4 separate regions of the Mus musculus genome follow, and all the other regions are linked to region 1. A link is a contact called in public Hi-C and promoter capture Hi-C data. All regions are on one chromosome and are shown on one strand. Each heading gives the region's core, a stretch centred on a gene start, on an enhancer-like site or on the middle of the called end of the contact. The rest is flanking DNA. Distances are from core to core; before and after follow the strand shown.

What was found. Promoter capture Hi-C pulls out the DNA fragments that hold promoters and counts their contacts. Hi-C and Micro-C count contacts between places; a contact is called where the count stands out from the background.
Region 2: a promoter capture Hi-C map of embryonic stem cells shows a contact between it and region 1, with 3 times the contacts expected there. The contact joins the enhancer-like site here to the promoter of Rpl37a in region 1. A contact is called at or near these places in 16 of 39 promoter capture datasets (the 3T3-L1 cell line, the C10 cell line, the HPC-7 cell line and 9 more), 1 of 15 datasets of contacts at CTCF or cohesin (pro-B cells), 5 of 484 Hi-C or Micro-C datasets (embryonic stem cells, myocytes and nephron progenitors), 10 of 115 datasets of contacts at active chromatin or transcription factors (astrocytes, embryonic stem cells, epiblast stem cells and 3 more) and 1 of 9 other capture datasets (embryonic stem cells).
Region 3: a contact with region 1 is called in a promoter capture Hi-C map of pre-B cells, with 2.0 times the contacts expected there. The contact joins the enhancer-like site here to the promoter of Rpl37a in region 1. A contact is called at or near these places in 8 of 39 promoter capture datasets (the 3T3-L1 cell line, the C10 cell line, embryonic stem cells and 2 more), 1 of 484 Hi-C or Micro-C datasets (olfactory sensory neurons) and 5 of 115 datasets of contacts at active chromatin or transcription factors (the NIH/3T3 cell line, embryonic stem cells, large pre-B cells and 1 more).
Region 4: a Hi-C map of nephron progenitors shows a contact between it and region 1, with 4 times the contacts expected there. The contact joins the enhancer-like site here to the promoter of Rpl37a in region 1. A contact is called at or near these places in 4 of 39 promoter capture datasets (the C10 cell line, embryonic stem cells and trophoblast stem cells), 3 of 484 Hi-C or Micro-C datasets (embryonic stem cells and nephron progenitors) and 4 of 115 datasets of contacts at active chromatin or transcription factors (embryonic stem cells, extraembryonic endoderm stem cells and large pre-B cells).

What each region holds. Positions count from the first base shown.
Region 1 is chr1:72,708,971-72,714,339 of GRCm38.p6, forward strand. It overlaps Rpl37a (ribosomal protein L37a), which reads left to right and starts at 2,290. Exons shown (of 4, transcript NM_009084.4): 1 at 2,290-2,353; 2 at 2,702-2,830; 3 at 3,172-3,254; 4 at 4,532-4,843. The coding sequence starts at 2,351. The coding sequence ends at 4,595.
Region 2 is chr1:72,377,143-72,382,487 of GRCm38.p6, forward strand. It overlaps Xrcc5 (X-ray repair complementing defective repair in Chinese hamster cells 5), which reads left to right. Exons shown (of 21, transcript NM_009533.2): 17 at 4,477-4,586. Among named protein-coding and RNA genes, the nearest start is that of Gm39661, 33 kb to the right of the region's middle. Within about 2 kb of position 2,774, at least 20 of the 459 cell types and tissues checked have an H3K27ac peak or open chromatin away from gene starts, as enhancers often do. A contact at or near this core is called in astrocytes, embryonic stem cells and stem cell-derived neural progenitor cells, where this site is marked.
Region 3 is chr1:72,426,870-72,432,171 of GRCm38.p6, forward strand. Marchf4 (membrane associated ring-CH-type finger 4) reads right to left here. Exons shown (of 4, transcript NM_001045533.2): 4 at 243-2,140. The coding sequence ends at 1,773. Among named protein-coding and RNA genes, the nearest start is that of Gm39661, 16 kb to the left of the region's middle. Within about 2 kb of position 1,847, at least 103 of the 459 cell types and tissues checked have an H3K27ac peak or open chromatin away from gene starts, as enhancers often do. A contact at or near this core is called in the NIH/3T3 cell line, pancreatic cancer cells and pre-B cells, where this site is marked.
Region 4 is chr1:72,398,550-72,403,473 of GRCm38.p6, forward strand. No RefSeq gene overlaps it. Among named protein-coding and RNA genes, the nearest start is that of Gm39661, 12 kb to the right of the region's middle. Within about 2 kb of position 3,287, at least 17 of the 459 cell types and tissues checked have an H3K27ac peak or open chromatin away from gene starts, as enhancers often do. A contact at or near this core is called in nephron progenitors, where this site is marked.

The sequences.
Region 1 (5,369 bases), core at 1,040-3,539:
AAGACATGCATACAAATAAGATAATATATGATCAGTAGGTTACACTTAGGAATATATATATAGAGAGAGATAAATGAATACAATAAGCAATAAATTGTTATAATGCTATTAGTTTGAACAAGAGTAAATTGGAGTATAGGGAAGGGTATGGAGGGAAGAAAGGAAAGGGAAAATGATTTAATTATATTATAATCTTGAAAATATCCAAGAAGTTTTTAAAAAAAAATAAAAAAGCAAGTTAAATCCAGTAACTCCCTTAGGCTGTCTTGAACCCCTTAACTATACTCTGTAGAAACCTTTTTTTGTTTGTTTGTTTTTACAAGTTAAAAAACAAAAATAATACAGTGTAGGGTTTTTCAGTCTTGGCACAGACCAGGTGTGATGTCTGAGTACATGTGTGTATGTATGTGTGTGTGTAGTTGTCTATGCATAAATCATTGTCCTCTTCCTCACTAGAGGATAACGCCACCCTTATCAAATGTCTGCAGATATTGCTGTGTCCTGGGAAGGAGAGGGTAAACAAGATCTCCATGGCTGAGAACCATTTATGAAGTATATAGCAACTGGCATGTTTTTAATAAGCTAGCAAAGAGAGAATATGCTACAATATGCTAGAAACTGGAGTATAACACACATAATGGCATATACTGTTTTATGGGATTCTTGATTTTACTAGATTTGTATGAAGTGGGTCGCTGTGTAAGATGTCTTTCTTACAATGAATTAGAGTCAAAAAGACTAAAAGTCACTAAAAAGAGCAATGTAACCATCCTGGGCCTGTATTTAGCTACTCAAAAAGCTGGCATGGCAAGATAAAGGACTACCTGAATTGTAAAGGGAGTTCAAAGTTGGACAACTTAATGAGACCTTGTATCAGAATAAAAAATAAGAAAAGGCTGGGTATACAGTTCAATTATAGTAACTTGGGTAGTATGTATGAAGCCCTAGGTTCAATCCCAATACAAATAAACACATAAATAAATAAACACAATCTCAAATTATGGTAGACTCATAAATGCTAGCCCCAAATTACATGTTCCAAGAGGAAAACAAAACAAATAGAGGAAAAATTAAATAAATAATGTACAAAAATACTTAAGAATTAAGAGTTTCACAAACTTTCACATTACAAAGAGAATCAGTTCTTTTTTTAAAAAAAAAAAAAAGACAAATCTTTCCGAATATTTATTTATTTTCTATGTATAGATATTTTTCTTGTACACATATCTGTGGACCACGTGAGGTCACAAGGAGTCTCCTAAAAGTAGAGTTACACGCACTTTTGAGCCACCATGTGGGTGGAAAGCAGAGTCAATGAGCCCTCTTTCTAGCCCCAAGACAGACTTCTTTAAAATCAAACACTAACATCATTTCCCACTGGAAATCTTAAAGTTTAAGAAAATCTTAGGAGAGAGAAGTGTTTAAAAATTTCAGAGCCAGGCGTGGTGGCACACGCCTTTAATCCCAGCACTTGGGAGGCAGAGGCAGGCGGATTTCTGAGTTCGAGGCCAGCCTGGTCTACAGAGTGAGTTCCAGGACAGCCAGGGCTACACAGAGAAACCCTGTCTCCAAACCTCCCTCCCCTCCCCCCCAAAAAAAGAAAGAAAGAGAACCACCACTTTAGGGTCTTGGGTTCAAGTAGCCTCTATTCCTTACATTATCCCCAGAACTCTGATCAGCAACATTTCGTAACTCTTTTTTTTTTTTTTTTTAGATTTATTTATTTATTATATGTAAGTACACTGCAGCTGTCTTCAGACACTCCAGAAGAGGGCATCAGATCTCATTATGGATGGTTGTGAGCCACCATGTGGTTGCTGGGATTTGAACTCAGGACCTTCAGAAGAGCAGTCTGCGCTCTTAATCGCTGAGCCATCTCTCCAGCCCATTTCGTAACTCTTAATCGTGACGAATATGACTGTCTCCCAGCCGAACTGTAACTCGGCCTGGGAGCGGATCCTAGGCGTTTACTATGGCCAGCATCTAGCACCCGGCCTGGCGATTTTCCGAAGTATAATATAGTGGGAAGGCAATGCGCCTCAGTCACAAACGTCGCGCTTTAAACACTTAAAGGCAAGCCACCTAAAACCCGTCTCTTCGCGAGCAGAACGCAAGAAATCGCATCTGCTCTGCAGAACTTTGGTTATGTGTAAGCTAAGAAGGATGTGCTTCCAGCTCGTGAACCACTTCTGCGCATCTATGCATTTCTCAGTGGAGACAGCGAATAAACCGCCAGAACACCGAGTTCACTTCCGAGAGAGGAGGTCGCGTCACTTCCGCTCGCCGGTCTAAAACCGCGCATGCGCATTGCGTCCCTTCCTCTTCGGACTTGGGCTTGGGTTCCGGCGACATGGTGAGTGTCTTCGTAACCGCTTTGGAAGTCGCTATCCATCGTCATCTGCCTTAGTCTCCGGCGTCCCGCTCTCAGCCCACCTCGGGTAGTCTGTGCTGTCCCTGTCCTGTCTGCTGTCGGGCTTCTCCCGGCGTCTGGAGCCCCGTACGCGGCCGGAGGCGGCTCGGCGGGGCTTGGCCCAGCGCGGTAGTTAATGCACAATCTGGAGCCTTTTGGCGCTCTGTGGGCGCCTTCCTTGATGGTTGAGCTTGAGGGAAAACAGGATTCAGCCGAGTTTGTGCTCAGCGGCGCGTTGGCGTGCACCGACTGGCTCAATGTCTCTGCTCCGTTCCTTTCCTCTGTCAACAGGCTAAACGCACCAAGAAGGTCGGCATCGTCGGCAAGTACGGGACCCGCTATGGTGCCTCCCTCCGGAAAATGGTGAAGAAAATTGAAATCAGCCAGCACGCCAAGTACACTTGCTCCTTCTGTGGCAAGGCAAGTCGGCCTCGGGTTAGGGAGGAGGGTGCCATTGCTCCCGAGCTAAGGCGGTTTGGGCTCGCTTTTTGCGGAGCATTCGTTGTTTACTTGCAACTAGTGAGGAACTTAAGGGTGAATGGTTTGGAGAGGAAAAAGTCCGATCTTGGGAAATTGATAGCGATGTCAGCGCATCTGTACCAACCCCAAAGAGGTCTGTTTAGCCTGTAAATAATACTCTGCTTGGGTTACTAGAATTTAACTGCTAATGGATAAGCTGGCTTTTCCATAGTTTACTCTCTGGAAGTCTCAGGGATTTTTTTTTTATATATATTTCATAACAAGATCTTAACTACTTACAGACCAAGATGAAGAGACGAGCCGTCGGCATCTGGCACTGTGGTTCCTGCATGAAAACAGTGGCCGGTGGGGCCTGGACCTACAAGTGAGTGTTTTCTCCTGTGGTATAGGAAAGGCTATGGACTGCACAGCCCGTGTTCCAGGTCTGGTGCATATCGGATTTGTTTTAGTTTAAAGCAAATCATGAGTTTGGGTTTAAAAGTTAATAGTTTTTGGTCAGGGCTATACAGTGAAACCCTGTCTCAAAAACAAAGTTATGGTTATAGATAAAAGCTCAGAGCCGGGCGTGGTGGCGCACGCCTTTAATCCCAGCACTCGGGAGGTAGAGGTAGGCGGATTTCTGAGTTCGAGCCCAGCCTGGTCTACAAAGTGAGTTCCAGGACAGCCAGGGCTACACAGAGAAACCCTGTCTCGGGGGAAAAAAAAAAAAAGAAGAAGTTCAGACTTTGATTCTCATATTCCTTTTGAATTGTACAGTCACCATGCTCTTTGGAAAATTACAGTTGATCTAAGTCCATTGGTGTTTGTGCTGGACTTGACTTAACACTACAAGTTATTTCTATAAAATGGTTTGAGGTTAATTGACTCGGGATTGTATAGAACATTGGAGGCTGTTTGGGCATATTTAGTGCTATGACCTTGACAGAGCCAGATGTTGTTGAAATGAAGCCTCCTGTCATTGTTTGCTTTGTTCTTAAGAGCTTTAGCATCTCAAACCAACAGCTGCCCCTCCACCCCTGAGTTTGCTGGCCAGAAGTCTGGTATCCAAGTGGTGTGGTGTTTTTATACTTCCAGCATGGCCCTCTGAGTGTGGCTAGTTGCTGAGGAGGTGAACATGTGGGTTGCAGTTTTTCTTGACGCCTTGGTATTGAAAAAACAGTCTGAGTGTGTTTAAGAGCAGCTTGAGTGCACAAGGAGTAGTGGTAGCAAGTGCTCTGTCCTGATAGGTGACTGACTATTCATACACAGTGTGTGGTCTGGCTGTTTGGTTTGGGGGTGTAGGCTTAAAACTTATCATAGGCCTCCTCTATCCTGTCTACAGAGGAGAGCACCTTAAGATCTCGTGGAGTCTGGGTCTGTCTCTTTTTCAATATTGAAGAAATCAGATGCTCAAGCACCTTAGAATAGTGAGAGTGCCCCAAGTCTTGGCTTTTGAAGGGTGCCACCATGCCAGTGTGACATCAGCACTGGTCTTGTTAGGTAAGGTTCACTGCAGCATGGTTGGTGTTGGCGAAGGATGCTATCATTCTTTCCATGAGAAAATTAAGAAATTTCAGGACTATAGGGGAACAATGGGACAGATACACTCAGGTGTTCTATGTTAACATTCACAGTTATGTTGGAAATGGTTTTTCTTCACAGCACCACCTCTGCAGTCACAGTGAAGTCTGCCATCAGAAGACTGAAGGAACTGAAAGACCAGTAGAAGCCCTGCTGTCTGAGACTTGCCTAGCCTGCAATAAACGGGTTATTTACGTAACTTTTTTTTTTTTGCCTTGTTTGTGGTTAATTAAAACATTTGGTGTGTGTTCTATTTTTTATTTTCGAAAGATGCTTGTTTTGAGACATACTGTGTGACCCTGGCTGGCCTTGAGTGCCTGGTTCTCCTTACAAGTGTAGATACATCTGGCTTAAGATTTTAGTCTTTCAGAAATAAAAATGTTGCTAAGACAATTATGTACATAGCTTGGTTTGCTATATTGTCAGCAAACTGAAACTAGAATATTTATAGAAATGTTAATAAGATTGAATTAAATGTAGTGTGAGTACTTGGTAGGAAATAAATGATAATACATAGGTAAATAACAAAAATGAGGGTCTCCTGACAAATTTAGGGTTTAATATATTTAGGAATAGTTTTATGGCTAGCCTTTTCTGAAACTTTACAGTTAACTGCCAGGTTTGTCAGTTATGCTTTGACCAGCCATGCCAAAGCTACTGGACTCCTTGGGAGCCACCAGACAAGTCCTATGCATTCCAAGTCCAGAACAGTCATTTTCCTTAGAGTAAAAGCTTGACCTTTTGTGGGCCCATCCCCATCTTACACAGCAGTCACTTCTGACTTTCTTATTCTGAGGTTTACTCGGTTCCTGTTACCTGTGCTCCAGTTCTGCCTAGACACATCCTAAGCAGTACTTACTAGACCTATAGCAGTAACCGCTTGAAATTTCAAGTAAGCAGTTAAACTTGTGTGTGAGAA
Region 2 (5,345 bases), core at 1,524-4,023, 330 kb before region 1:
GCATAAACCAGCTAGGAAGAAGTACTGGGTTTTCCCAGTCGTTTTGTTTGTTTTTTGTTTTGTTTTGTTTTGGGTTTTTTTTTTTTTTTTTTTTTTGCAGTTTACTATATTAAAGATGGCAGGGAAATGGGCTCTGCCCCCAAATGTTGGAATGGAAGTCTCTTGTCCACATCTCTTCTAATATTCAGTATGTAAAGCGTTATCCACCACAGCTATGCCCTGATGTTAAATGGTTCATTATAGTCAGTGAACCACAAAATTGTCTGGGTAAAGGGGCAGAATTCAGAATCAGGGGCCAGATGCACCTGCCTGCTTCTAAAGGACAAAAACCCAGCCCTTCGTCTTCACTGGATTGTTGGAAGGTCGGTGTGTTTATCTGCCTGAGTTTCTCAACCTCGTGGGGGAAAGGACAAGGCAGTCTGATAGACAAAATCCGAATAGGTTCTTGGGTTCCGAGAGTATCGTTCTCAAATGTAAATGGGACGCCGAGACGCCTTCATTCTCCGTGTAACTTCTTCACCACATCACCATTGTGCATGGACAGGCAGCTTTGGTATTTGCTGATTTTATTTGAGTTTGGGTATTTTCTCCGTAAACTGGTCTGTGTCTCTGTCTCTTTAATGCTGGTGAGTGTGAGTGTGTTTGTGAGTATAGTCTGTATGAGTGTGTTCTTTCATATTTCAGGATAAGCAGGTAAGGAAACGGTTTTTGTGAAATAGTTCAGTATCTCCTCTCTTCATTGTTTAATGGGCTCCCGTGCTAGACAACATAATCTGTTATCACTTGATCCTTTGTGTTTTTATGTATTTCTTTGTAGATTTTTCCCGCGCGCGCGCAGGGACAGGCACACTATGGTGCTCCTGTAGAGGGCAACTTGTAGAAATGTATTCTCTCCGTTTCTCTTGTGGGTTCCAGGGACTGAAGTCAGATCATCAGGCTTGGTGGCAAGCGCCCTTACCCACTGAGCCATCTGGCCCTTTCATAGCTGTTTCATAAAATGTGGGCACAGAGTCTCTCCCTTCTTCTTCTGTTAATTCCCATGCTCCAAGTCCTGGTTTATATGTTCCTGCGAACTTCCTTCTTGACTTCCTGCCAAGCTCCCACTCCTCTGTCTGTCTTTAAATGTCCTTTCCAAGTCCTTGGCCTTGAACCCTTTCTAATTCTATTCTTTCAAAGGAGCCAGGCTCCACCCTCATCACAAATATGCACTCTCATGATGCTTCCGTGCGCCAGAGCTTCCCGGCCAACTCTGACTCCTTCTTCCCTTACTCTTGCCCAGTCACTCCAGGCACTCTCCCTCTCCTACCCTCCCTTCCCATTTCTTTGTGTGTGTGTGTGTGTGTGTGTGTGTGTGTGTGTGTGTAGAGGCCAGAGGTCAATTTGGGGTATCTCCCTCTATTACTCTTCACCTTACTTCTGAGATAGCACCTCTCACTTAGCCTGGAACCCACCAATTTAAATCGGCTAGACTGCCTAGCCAAGGTGCCCTGGGATCCTTCTTTACAGGGCTGCTGGGGAGCTGAACTCATGTCCTTGTGTTGTGAGCACTCTATGTGCTAAGCCTGGGCTGTTGGAGAGAAAAGCCAGCTGCTGGAAGAAAGCCACCTTCTACCTTTCATTGCTCAGTTAAGAACCATGTTCACTGGTGATGCCTCCTGAATCACCAACAATTTAAAGTTCATGTGATTTCATAACATTCATAGCCTTCTTCATTATTTACACCCAGTTGTTGTTGTTGTTGTTATTATTATTAGTGTGTGTATATATTACATTCCCCAGGAGCCTGTTTAGTCCTCAGAGGGAAGGGATTTACCTTAAACTTATTGAATCCTAAGGAACACTGCATCCTATCCTGTACACAGCAGTCACACAATAAATATGAACTAGGACAAGCTGATGAAGTGGCTGGTAAACTAAGCAAAGAGAAACAGTTACGCCATAGCTTCCTAAGATACTTCATCCTCATCTCAGAAGAAATGGAGGACTTGGGGTATTTGGGATTAGTGTCCTTAACCTCGAAGGAAATTTATTTGTGCCTAGAGAGATAATGCTAAGTGAACTTCTTATCAAACCATCTGCAAAAGGAGCTGTCGTGAACTGTATTAGAAACGCCAGCCATTTGGTTATTTTGCTTTTGCAAGCTGAAAAGAGAAACTGCTTTGTTTGCTTTGAGTTTCTTGTTGACGGTTCTCTCCTGCCAGGTAATCAGGGTTGTATTACTTACCTCCCTAAGACGACCATTGGAACGTGCTGTGTCTCCTTTGAATAGTGTGTGGATATTAATTTACTGCCAGAGGACACATTGGGGGAGATTTCTGAAATTGCATAGGGAAGTGTTTCTTTAATCCTCAAATTTGTCAAATGCTTTATAATAATGGAGATCATAATCTCCGGGTTGGAAGGAGAAATGGAATGGTTCTTGGGGATATTTTTTCCTTCCTGAGAAATTGCTATATGAGATGAGAAAATGCTTCATTCGTTTTTCTTTCTGCATGCTTTAAGGTCTTCCGGAAATGAGTAGATGGCACTGATTCAGGTCTTTTGTAAGAGGCTGAACAGTGTTCAGGTCTCTGATTCATAGAGTTAGTGGCCGCGAGCCCTCACCGGCGACTCTTAAAAGCAGTTTGCTTTAATATTGCACTCTCACATACATTTTAAACAGAATGTTCAAATGAGGTCATGATTTTGGGAAATAGCAGCCATAGGTATATCAGCATTGCCCCAGAAGTTGTCAGGCAGCCAGGCAGTGCGTGGCTCCAGGAATGAGGGAGAGCGTGCCCGTAGGCATGATGTCCCGTTTCCATTGGTTTCTTCTGCTGAGGCCAAGGCATGTTCCCATTGTCCTCTGCTGTTTTCATGCTGAAGGGTTCTTTTTTCTTTGTTAGTGAGGCAGCCACAAGTTTCAGCTTGCCTTGCAAATGATAACATTATTAATGTCCTTCTGCTTTCCAAGCCATTTATATGTTGCCTGCTAGCAGCTATTGGGTATTAAGTACCCAGAGCTAGTGCAGTGCTGAGAAGCACGGGAAATATTCAGGTCCAGGAAGGGCACAGATACAGTAATGATCGCTCATTCTGACGACGAATGTGGGCTGCTCTTTCCCAGTGCGATCTGGGATTGGTAAAGGGTAGGCCGTGCTAGCTCGTTACTTTTCATTGCCTGGTGCTGTTTGACAGTTACTTACCCTAAGTCTCAGAGTTGGGGGAGGAACTGGAGGATTCATTTCTGATGAATATTTTAAGCAAGGTAGTTTTGAATTGTTCAAACTAAAACAACAACAACAACAACAACAACAAAACATCACCACCACCACCAAACCACCAACCCTCCCCCCCCAAGATTTATAATGAAACAAGCAAATAAAAACATAAAACAAACCATCCTACTACAACCTGCAGAAGGAAAACTTAGGTATAATTTTAGGCACTTAATTTCTAGGCACTAAAATTCTAGAAATTTAATTTTATTTCTTGACAAATAGTGTTACCAAATTTCTTTATTCAAAAGATTTACTATTTTTAATTATATGTGTGTGTATGTGTCTGTGTAAGTGTATATGCATGTGACTGCAGTGCCCACAGGAGCCAGAAGAGGGCATCAGCTATCCTAGATCTAGATTAAGAGACTGTTGTGAGCTGCCCGATGTGGGTGTTGGGAACAGAACTCTCAGCCTCTAGAAGAACAGTACATCACGTGCTCGTAACTACTGAACTGTTTCTCTACCTCTTTACCAAATCTCTTTCCTTTTCCTTTTCCTTTTCCTTTTCCTTTTCCTTTTCCTTTTCCTTTTCCTTTTCCTTTTCCTTTTTCTCCTTGCCTCGCCTCTCTGCCTCGCCTCTCCCCTCTGCCTCTCCCCTCTGCCTCTCCCCTCTGCCTCTCCTCTCCTCTGCCTCTCCTCTCCTCTCCTCTCCTCTCCTCTCCTCTCCTCTCCTCTCCTCTCCTCTCCTCTCCCCTCCCCTCCCCTCCCCTCCCCTCCCCTCCCCTCCCCTCCCCTCCCCTCCCCTCCCCTCCCCTCCCCTCCCCTCCCCTCTTCTTCTTTTCTTTCCTTTCCTTTCCTTTCCTTTCCTTTCCTTTCCTTTTCTTTTCTTTTCTTTTCTTTTCTTTCTGTGTTTGTTTGGTTGGTTTTGCTCTGTTTTGTTTCGTGAGATAGGGTTCCTTTGTGTAGCCCTGGCTGTCCTGCCCGTGCTTTGTAGACCAGGCTGGCCTCAAACTTAAATAGATCTGCCTGTCTTTGTCTCCTGAATACTGGGACTAAAGGCGTTCACCACCATGTCTTGCACCAAAGTTCTTAAATACCTACTTTTAAGATAGGATTTTGCATCATCTCCCTCCCTAAAGAAACTTGGCAAGTATGCATGCAGATTCCGAGACTCTTGACCAAGAGTTCACCCTTACAGCTGTGTTCCAAGAATTGTACTATGTTCTCACAAACATCCCCATGCCTGAGAGAATAAATCTATTATCTTATATTCTAGCGAGTCTCCAGTTAATAAGTCACATCGAACAATTTTTGGATACCAATGAAACACTGTATTTTATGAAAAGTATGGACTGCATCAAAGCTTTCCGGGAGGAGGCCATTCAGGTGAGTGTGCTCACCCGTCTCCCAGCAGCTGACGGCAGGGGCACGCAGCGTCCCACAGGTAAGCCTAGCTTGTGGAAAGCATCGTTCTCACGGTCAATTGTGCAGTATGCCAAGTGGAAATGACCAAACGTGCCTGTCATCGTCATCTCTCGGGAGGAGTGGAGGTCGTGGTGTGGTAGGTGGGGATAAACTAACTCATCTAGGAAAATTGATGAAAGGTATATATGAGTGTGAGTGCTGAGAGGGATTTATAGAGATGGGATAGGTGTATGAATGCCAGGAGAAACAAAGAACCCTACACACAGCAGTAGTTTCCCAGTGCTGTAAGTGAGTTTTCTTCATTTTGTTAGGGACTTACAGAAAACACTTATAAACCTCTATCAGATTATTTGTGGGCCTTTTTCCCTCTAAGCAAGAAGTGAGCCAGTTTGAAATGGAAGGTGTGTTTTAAAGTTGGCACAGTGGTTGAGTGTGTCTTTGTGCAGGTGCTGATGAAATATCTGCTGAATAAATAAATATTTGATTAATTCAGGTGCTTATGGAGAATGACAGGAAAATTAGAAAATGGCTGAAATTAGAATAAAAGACTCGGAAGTAGATGATACAGACACGCCACAGATTAAAAACAATGAAATTTTGGAAAAGCAGAACCAAGAAAAGGCTAAGGGTGGTCCAGACGAGTGCCCTGTTCCCACCACGAGTCAGGTTAGGACTTGGGTGGGAAAACAGAAGGAAGGCTAGGACTGTTCCTCTCAGCAG
Region 3 (5,302 bases), core at 597-3,096, 280 kb before region 1:
ATGCGGTCACATACACACACATACCATGTACATACATGCATCATGTGTACCTATGTATCCATACACACATGGATGCATGTTGAGGGCAGCATACCTGTCTGCCCTAGCAGCTGTACTCTCAAAGATGAAATAATGACACGATGAACTCTTGCTAAGGAAGCATAGAAAACAGAGAAAGAAAAGTGGCTCTCACTGGAGGAAAAAGAGCAAGCAAGGAAGGAAACCCGGGAAAGAGACATGAGTGCTAGGGAAAGAAATTTTATTTCCAAGCTTTTAAGAGAATATTACAAACAACAGAGAGTTTTTTTTTTAAAAAAAAACCCTAAAAACTAGTTTAAAAAAGTACTTGACAGTGTCCATTTAATACCCAAGGATGGCATGTCCATTGTGCAATGACAGTAAGAAACTCTGCAGGTGACCACCCAGTGGCCTTCCCTGGCAGGGTCCTGGAACACACTGGTGGGCTCCTACGACAGTGCTCCCTGACTGCCTCCTTGGTGTGCCTGGCTGCACCAGAAGGACCAGGAGCACATAGCCCAGAGCACATAGCCCAGATCACAAGGCAAACTGCCTCTTTAGGGAGGGGACCAGTACCAAGCAGCTAGGAATACTTAGTTAGGTGTTCACGCCTTCCTTGAGATACACAGGCCAGTGTCACCCCACACTGCAGCAGACCCAGATGTGTGTGTGTGTGTGTCTGTGTGTGTGTGTGTGTATGTGTGTGTGTGTGTGTGTGTGTGTGTGTGTGTGTGCGCGCTCAAGCACGTGAATGCGTGTGTGTTTCTCTCTGTGTCTTTGTGTGTGTGTTCACAGGCATTTGCTCGCACACGCATGCGTGCATGCGTGCATACATATGCGTGTGTGCTTGCGGGCCTGCCTGTGAGAATGCCAATGCGAAAAGGACATGGCACTGCATTATCCTGGTTATAGACGGGGCTCAGTAATGAGGAAAATCATCCCTGGCCTGACAGCTTTGAAGGCTGACGCCACAGCAGCGGAAGTGTGCTTGAGCCACTCATGAGAAGTCTTCACGTCTCTCCACATGCACATGTATGTACATGAGTCCCCCACATCCTGTAAACATCTTTGAGCCAAATCACCGTAAGGTAAACAAGGAAACAAAAAGATCTCCATGTCTAAACCTCAGCCTTCTTTGAGTTCATGTTACAGCTAGGAAAGTTCTTCCTGGGGGACCCAACCCCATTTCTCTGGCCTGGCATACCAACAACTCCCTTCCTGAACCGTCTCCAGGGGATCCCTAAAGCCATTTGAGTCACTGGAATTTTACAGAGTGTAGAGGCCTTCAGCAAACATTAGGACCACCAGCTCACAAGGTCTCTCTCTCTCTCTCTCTCTCTCTCTCTCTCTCTCTCTCTCTCTCTTGTCTCTCAGTTACTCAGTGCTAGGAAGCAGCAGCACCCAGGTGGCCCTTTGTTTTCTCTCTTTGCTGCCCTTAGACCCCCAGGCACAGCAGGTACCCCAGGTACCAGCCACCATTTTCTGCCCACCCTTTTCTGGGTGTCTTGCTACTTGTGGTTCTCTGGGAGGGGTTGTTTTCTTAGGGCAGATTCCATTTGTCCCACCCATTGTTGTGAAGTTTGTGTTGGTTTTCCCTTGCTGTGGAACCAATGGACTGGGAATCGTAAGGGCTCTCCCTCAGGCGGTCTCCCCCATAGCTCCCCTTGAGGCCCACCATTCCTGATCCCTGGGCCCCTCCTGGCCCAGACTCTTGTGGTGTGTATGTGGTCTCAACCTGCCTCCCAGGCCTCCTTTCACACTGTGGTGACTCTCATGACAAGCTCTCGGCCGCTGCCCTGGGTGCTCCGCTGGTCATGAGGTCTCAAGTGACTCAGGATGTGTAGGATGGTGTAAGCACAGTGGTGTTGGGACACAGGGCCTGAGGGGTGGCTGGCGGCCCTGGTGGGGCCCTCTTCACGGGCAGGCGGGCTGGCTGCCTCCTCTTCCGCAGAGGGTAGGTTGGCTTGGGCAGATGAGGAAGTCTGTAGGTTTGTCCTGCCTCCTGATTTTTGATCCTCTAAGTCTTTTGTCTTGTCATAGTTCAGCACTTTCCACTGCTGGTTTACAGCCTGCCAGCGTTTAAAGATGCGATATACCGAGGGCCCTTCGTGGATGATGAGGCCTGCCAGGAAGAGAAGAAGACAAAGGCTAAGCAAAGAAAGCAACAACTGGGGGAGAGAATGCCACTGCATCCTTAACTTACACAGACACGGGCACTGGAGAAGCTGGGGTCTCTCTGTGTTGCTTTTATTCTAAATCTGCCTTCCAGCTCTGAGCCACATGACTCCAGAGCACCACTAGATTCCCAGACTCCATGAGTCACCAGAAGGGAGAAGGTCACAAAATAGCTGGGCTTTGCATGAACTGCCTTCGCCTGCTTCCGCTCCATCCTGCCCCCTTCTTGGCTTGGCACAATTCAAATTCTTCAATGACATCATAATAAAAATATTTTTTCCTTCCCTGTATTACATATTCATGATGCCCTGTGCTTACCAGGTGTTGAATGAATCATGTGCTTTTAAAGGGCAACAGCCATGAAATCCTGTGGTCATCGTGGTCCTGCTGAATGGGAACTGAAACTCCGCTCTAGCTCTTTGCACAGCCAATGCTACTGAAATACGGATCCCCGTGGCCGTCTGAACATCCTTGCAGTTATATTGGCCAAATCCATTGGGAGCCATTGGAAACAAACCATGTCTGGCAACAAGGCAAATGGATATCAATTTTAGGCCTACTGTGTGCAAAGCACTTAGGATGGGGCAGTGCCTGAGATGGGAAGTCCTTTCCTTAGAGAGCTTATGTTTAAGTTAAGAGGCATATACAAAATGTACAAATGAATCCACCAGACTCTCTTCCTGTGTGGGCACATGCTAGGAGGAAGATGAAATAGGATTAAATAGCCCTTAGCTGCAGGCAACTGGGGTCTTGTTTTGGCAAGAGGGAAGAAAGAAGCAAGTTTCAGAGGAATTGGCAAGTTTAAGTTGAGACTTAAATGAGAAGGAGAGTTGTGTGCAAAGATCTGGAGAGGGCACTCATCTCTGGTGGGAAACGCAAGTGCACAAGCCAGGAGGCAGGAATGCGATGACCAAGGTTGAAACTGAGGTTGGCGTGCCTACCGCAGCGCAAGCCCGTGGATGTGGCAAGCGGAGGAGAAGGTGGCCGGAGCCCCCGTTATGATCGTGTCTTGCATTGTATCCAGGGTAATGAGAGGCAACCGAGTAGATTTGGAAGGAGGAATGGCATTGAAAGATTTTCTCTCTAAGAAAATTCGCTGGTGCTCCAGAAGGGTCACGTATAGAATTATTCTAAAATGAAGCAGGAAGGGAAGCGGTAATTGAAGCTGGAAACTGTGGTGCTGGGGACAGGGCAGTGCCGTGCGTGAGATGTCTTGGAGTCAGGATGTATGCTGTGGGTATTGCTGACAGTCTGGCTGACAAGTGAGCTGTGGGCACAAGAAGCATCTGGAAGCTCTGAAGGTTCTGATGCCACAGCTGGATGGTGAGGATCATTTGCAGAGACATCGATGGTCCCAGGGCTGGCGTGTGGAGCTGCATGGTGATGGTGACTATTAATTCACTATGGCTGCTATAATAACTGTCCGGAGGGTAACAGGTAGCCCACAGTGGTACAAATATGCTCTCTTACAGTTCTGGGGTCGGTCTTACCAGGCCAAAGTGCAAACATCACTGGGGCCTATACCCCCAGAAGCCTTGGAGGGAGAATATTTCCTTACCTTTTTCAACTTCTAGAAATGGCCATTGTCTTTCCCTCTTTCTCACATCATCCCACCCTCTTTCTTCTGTCATCACATTTATTAATCTGTCATCACATTTTTCTTTGATATTCTATTAATAAGAACTCTAGTGATTACGTGGAGGGACCACTGGAATAACTCAAGATAATTTCCTCACTTCAAGATGCTCAAATTAGCCATGTTTGCAGAGTCCTGTCACAAAAGGTTAACAGTTTCAGGATGAGGCCCTGTGTGTCTTTGGGGGCCATTCTTCACCTTACTGCAGTATTAACAGTCACATCTTAGTTATGGTAAGTTTAAGATGTCTGCTAAAAATCCAACTGGTCGATCAAACGGCAATAAGATTGAAGCTGAGAACTTAGATGATGCACTGGCTGGTTTTGTGTCAATTTCACACAAACTAGAGTCATCAGAGAGGAAGGAGCCTCAGTTGAGGAAATGTCTCCATGAGATTCAACTGTAAGGCATTTTCTGAATTAGTGATCAATGGGAAAGGGCCCAGCCCATGGTAGGTGATGCCATCCCTGGGCTGGTGGGTTCTACAAGAGAGCAGGCTGAGCAAGCCATGAGAAGCAAGTCAGTAAGTAGCATCCTCCACGACCTCTGCCTCAGCTCCTGCCTCCAAGAGCCTCTCCTGATTGGATTCCTATACTGATTTCCCTGGGTGATGGACAGCGATGTGTAAGTAAACCTTTCATTTTCAACTTGCTTTTCAGTCATGGCATTTTGTTGTAGTAATAGAAACCCTAACTAAAACTAACTAAGACAGATGGTGCTAGAATTTTGGGGAACGGAGGTGGTACTGTTGTTTAAGTGCATCTTCTTAAACACTCAGAGGTTAGTAATGAGTTAGTATTGAAAATTGGGTCCTCTTACACAGTGATTAGGCCACAAGAATGCACTCCTCATGAACAGATTACATGCCTTACCAAGAGCCTTGACTGACAGTTGGTTTTCACGTGTCCTATGTTTTGCTATGTGATGATATTTCAAGAAGTCTCTCACCATGGCTGGGGACATGACTCAGGGTAAAGCGCTTGTCCTATGCTTGGATTCCCAGAGCCCACTCAGGGTCTTCATGTTTTCAAGCCAAACAGTTTAGTTAATGGTCCTATATATAACCCCCAAGTATGTTTTAGCATCCCCTTTCCTATCCTGAAATACAGTTCATAAGATACTATAAGACTGCTATGCATTTTTTAATTAGTGGAATGCCTTAATAGATAATTAGTAGACAGAATAAGACAAAAGAAGTCACTTGCAAGAAAAAGATGAAACCAAAGTCAATATAAGTGCTGGAGTACAGCTGTATTAGAAAACAAAACACACTAGAAAAAAATCACGTGGAGCGAGGTAGCTCAGATCCAGAAAGACAAATGTAATCGGTGCCCTTCTCGGCCATTGTCAGAGAAGCGTTCTCCTGCAGCAGATGGGAACAAATACAGAGACCCAGCCAGACATCATGCAGAGAGTGAGAGACTTTGGGATACTCAACCCTATATAGTATGTCTCCATCAGATCCCTCCCTCA
Region 4 (4,924 bases), core at 2,037-4,536, 310 kb before region 1:
AGGTCGAAAACTTTGGCTTTTTGTTAATTTGTGTTGACAGAGGGGATTGGGAGTGGATGCAGAAAGCCTTCATGGGACATTTTTAAAGCCAAATGGTAGAGCCCAGCCTCACCTGGGGAGTGCGAAAAGAGCCCAGGGGCTTCTGAATCTGTGCCCCCATTTCTGCAGCTTCAGCAACAGCCAAGAACCGTCTCGGTCAGCACCGAGCCCCTGTAGCCTGTGCCGCAGTCCTGGCCCGAGAAGATGAATGGTGGTTGCACCACCCTAGGGAGAGAACGGACTCTACTCTAGAGGTCAGCATCAGTCCTGGGCCAAAGAAAAAGTGAGGAGGAACGCTAGGCCACTGATGGATCTAGGGTCACATTAGCTGAGACAGTATCCTTCATGTGTCTGAGGGCTGTGGGGGTCAGTGGGGGCTAAGGGGATGTCCCTTTTAGGTCACCCAAAGCTGATGGAAGGTATGAGACTCAAAACTTGAATTCTGGATGTTCTTCCGCGTAACCCCAGCCACCCGCGGTTTCCTTTCAAGCAGGCCGTGACAGGCTTCTCATCAGGCTTCCCGGCCATTGGCCAGTGGTGACTTCTTACACTTCATCCGTCACGAGTACTCTCAGAAGTTAAGAGACCACAGCAGGCAGATAAGCCAACGGATGTGCCACATGCTCCAAAGACAGTTTGAAAGTAACTTACTCAACCAGCATAAATACATTTTGGTACAAATGACGTATTTCCATTTCAAAGGGGCCTTGTTCTTTAGTAGCGGAGGGTTCCCAGGGCTTGTGTTGGTTTAAGGTAGCCTGGGACGCTGGCCACTCTTCCTATCTCTATCTCCATTGGATCTGGCCACCATGAAGTGATGAGAAGGACAGTATGACCTTTGGAAAAACCAAAATTTTGACAGATCCAACAGCCCACTCCAAAGGATGTTTTTAAATATAGTATTATCCAGATCCAAAATTCCATTCAGGATGTTAAGCGGGAAAAAGCTGGTGGCCATGTTATTTTGCATCCCAATTTAAAACAATTGTTTACATTTATAGCATCCCACCCTTCTCTCTGCATGTGCCGTGGATGGAGGCTAGAGAACAACCTGAGGGAGTTCTCATCCACTGTGTGGGTCTGAGAGATCAGAATCAAGTCACCGGGTTTAGCATTAAATCCCTTTACCCACCAAGGCATCTCACCAGCCTGCACCCCAGCTTTTAAAATGTTAGAAATGTTGCAAATCTGACAGGAGCAGAGTTTGTTCTGAGAGGGAAAGGAATGCTCAGCTTGCTGGGGTCCTGGCACAGATGTTACCTTTGTAGACAGATCAGTCATGAGTACTTTGTAGATAATAAGACTGCCAGCTAGCCCTGCCTTAAGCAAATAAGGCCCAATTTCCCCTCATTGCAGGAAGTCTGGCTTAGGTGGCTGCCAGGAGACATATGACACACATGACCCTGAGCAATGGTCTGAGTGAAAACTCTGAGGTTCTCTTGTCCTTCCCACCCCATCTCTCTGTTTGCTTGTTGTCATCTCCTCCTCCTCTTCCTCCTCCTCCTCGGTAAAGCAGAAAAGGTGAGATAAAGCCAAACAACAAAACCTGTTCAGCCGACCTCTTTGGGTAGAAGCTTGTCATGTGTCTAGTTCAGCAGTAAGAGGCACTGGGAAAGCGGGAAGGCCGCATTACTTAAGCCACTCTAGTTGAGTCAGTCCAGGGAGCCGTGAGAGCAGGAGAGGATGCCTGGGTACCAGCGCTGACTCGGCTACTCGTCTTAAGTCAATTTTGTGTTGCTGTCAGGAATGCCTGAGATTGAGTTGTTTCTGAAGAACAGATTTCTTTCTTACAGTTCTGGTGGTAGAAAATCCACAGCAGAGGAGCCTACCTCTGGCAAGGGCCTTTTTGTGTCACCTGTGACTGGAGGCCGAAGGGCAGGCAGAGGGGAGGAGGTGAAGGGGCCGACCTCATCCATTCACAGGGAGCCCATTTCTGAGGGCCACTCCTTATATCCAGTTCACCTCTTAGCTCACTGCACTTTCAGCGTGGGCTTCAGGTGAAGCACATCCTGGACTGTGGATCTCAGAAGTTGTCTAGCCGTCTGACCTCAGCTTTTCTGCGCATACAGTGACGGGTAGGTTTGTTTGTGGCTTAAGCTTTGTTCATTGAAGTAACACTTCCCAGGGAATCAGCCAGCAACAGCAACTCCAGGCCCTCCCAGCCTTCCTGCTCCACCTGTCTTTCCTCACACACTACACATTTGCCAGAGAGTCTACTGGAAGGAGCTGGAGCGCTTCCCACCATCTGTTGTGAGGCACAGGACTCCAGAAGGGATTGGGAAGGGCATACTCGGTCCCTCTCTCCGCCTGACTCCTGCTACCACAGTTTGAGTGCTTTCAGGAGGCAGAGCAGCCCTTCCTCCGACCACCAGTGGTGTGGGGGAAGCCTGTCCTCCGCAGTAACGGTGGTTGGAAGAGCAGTGAGGACAGACATGGGGCTTCAGTTCCAGAATACAAGGTTTCAAAGCCACTTGATGATAATACCACGACTTCTCTTCTTCCTACATGCCTGCTTCTTACTGTCCGCCAAAACGGACACCCCATGACTGGGTCCTGGTGGCTTTAGAAGAATAAGGATGGAGACAAGGTCATAGCCATGCACACTCTTGTCTTTTGCCCTGAGATGCTTCGTGTCATGCTGGGGTTCTGCGAGCAAGCTACAGTTCCCAGTCCTTACACCTGTAGGACCTTGAAGCAAGTGTAAGCTGTTTTCACCCTCTGCTCGCTCCATCCTGGCTGTTTGACCTCGGATGAATCACTCAACCATTTGATAACCCCCGTTTCTGTAACTGTCAGACAGGATTTATGTTAACCTAACATCCAAGATTGCAGGGGAAAATGAAGGTGAATGACATGAAATATTTGATACAGAGGGAGCACCCAGCAGCATGTCCCACTATTAGTCTGTCCAGTTCTCTGTGCATTCTCTATACTGGACTCCATTTGTGCTCTGCTCTGCCGAGCCTCACATGAAGTAGCCAGAGGCCACAGCACTTACCTCTGTTCCCAACTTGCTCTGTGCATTTTTTCCAAACATTCATTTTCTCCAACAAAATGGGCAGCTGCCCCTCAAGAATGCTGGTGGCAATAGAATAAGAGGAAAAGAACCAAAGACTTTCAATAGGAGGAGCTTTGTGTGTGTGTTTTAAGTACTTGAACCTCAGCGGGCCAGCCACGGACATATCCCTTCCCCTGGCTCCTTTGTTTAAAGATACCCCTCCACCCCCCAGCTCCCTGAGCCCTGGATCCTCCAACAGTGTCAGGGTTGGATGCCTTTTATGGGCCATTTTTATTAGTGTCCTGATCGAGGCTTAATCACCACTCATAAACTGCTATCCGCCCACTGGCAGAGAGGGATGGGAAGTCCGATTCTAATTAGGAGTTGAAGCAGAGAGGGCATTTGGAGTTTCAGGACAGAGAGAGAGAGACACACACACAGAGACACAGAGAAAGTGTGTGTGTGTGTGTGTGAGAGAGAGGGGGGGGGAGGGAGAGGGAGAGAGAGCGAGAGAGCAAGAGAGCAAGAGAGCAAGAGAGAGAGAGATTGAGGATGTAAATGTGGTAGCTGAAGAGCAAAGTTAACCCCCTGACAGGTGTACTGCACATACATGTGCTCTCTTTACCTGACATATCCATCCGTATTCCCTTCCTGACCCACAGTTTGCTTCCTAGAACATCATTCACATTGGATTTAAAGCCCAATCTGTTTCAGTAATCCCAGTTAACTAATTTCATCAGCAGATACCCTGATTCTTACTAAGGTATTGGGTGTTAAGACACCGGTTGACATAGCTTTGGGAGAGTATACCATGCAACCAATGAAACTTTATCTTGCCTGCAAAGAAAAAGCTGCAGTTAGAAAAAAAGATGTGTATGTTAGGAGATGCTATGTGTGAGGTGAAGAAATACTGCTACACACAGGCACACACACACTCTGTGGAAAGGGAGAAGACCTTGTTTGGGAAGTATGTATTTGTATCTGTTCACAAGCTGAAATCTGAGGGGCTGTCTCTGTAGATAAGGCGCAAGCCTGTATGTCTGTGTGCTTGCTGTGTGAGATGAGAGGGGGGACTTTGTTTATCCAGAGTCAGCAGAAAAGGCCATGCTGCTAAGCGTGATCAAGTGTTCTGCGAACATTGGTTCTTGTTTTCATCTTGTGTGCTTTTATTCACAAGTTCTTGATTGTTTGAGGAAAGAGACCATATAGTCCCCACCTTTCCTGGACCCAGGATGTGTTTCTCCCTATGGGTAGACGTAGGCTGCAAGGATCTTACCCCGTGCAAAGGTTGATGGGAAGGAAGGGCCCTATTGATTTCCCCGTTCCACAGGAAGGAATCTACGCGCACTCACTTCCACTCTGTAAACTCCAGTTAATCAACGTGCCTTGAACACCTGCTGTATCTACACTCCTGGGCTCTCAAGAAGATTAGAGTTTGAAGAATACGAATGGCCTGTGCTCGGAAGTTCATGGATCGGTAGGGTGAGAAGTTCACAAACCCGTGAAAGAGGCATGGGAAGAGCCTCAGAGACACTGAAAAGGGGGTCGGCTTCAGTCTTGATAACGGGATGCCCTCTGGAATTGGCAGCACTTAAGATGAACACTAATGGTACAGAATTTAATCAAGAGAGAGGGCAGGCTGCTGATCTAAAGGACACAGCAGAGGTCAGGACAGCCTCACAGAGGGGTAAGTGGTTGGCCTGGAGGTACAAGTGCATGATGGGAAATAGAAATGAGTTCCACTACAAAGACCAATTATCTCTGGAGACCCTTGGTTCTGATGAGAGAAAGGGATCAGTTGTGTACTTCAGCAAGGTTATACAGGTCATAGTATGCAGTGGGGTGTGGGGGCTGGGGGGGGCAGTCCTTGGGGAATGGATGCAGGAG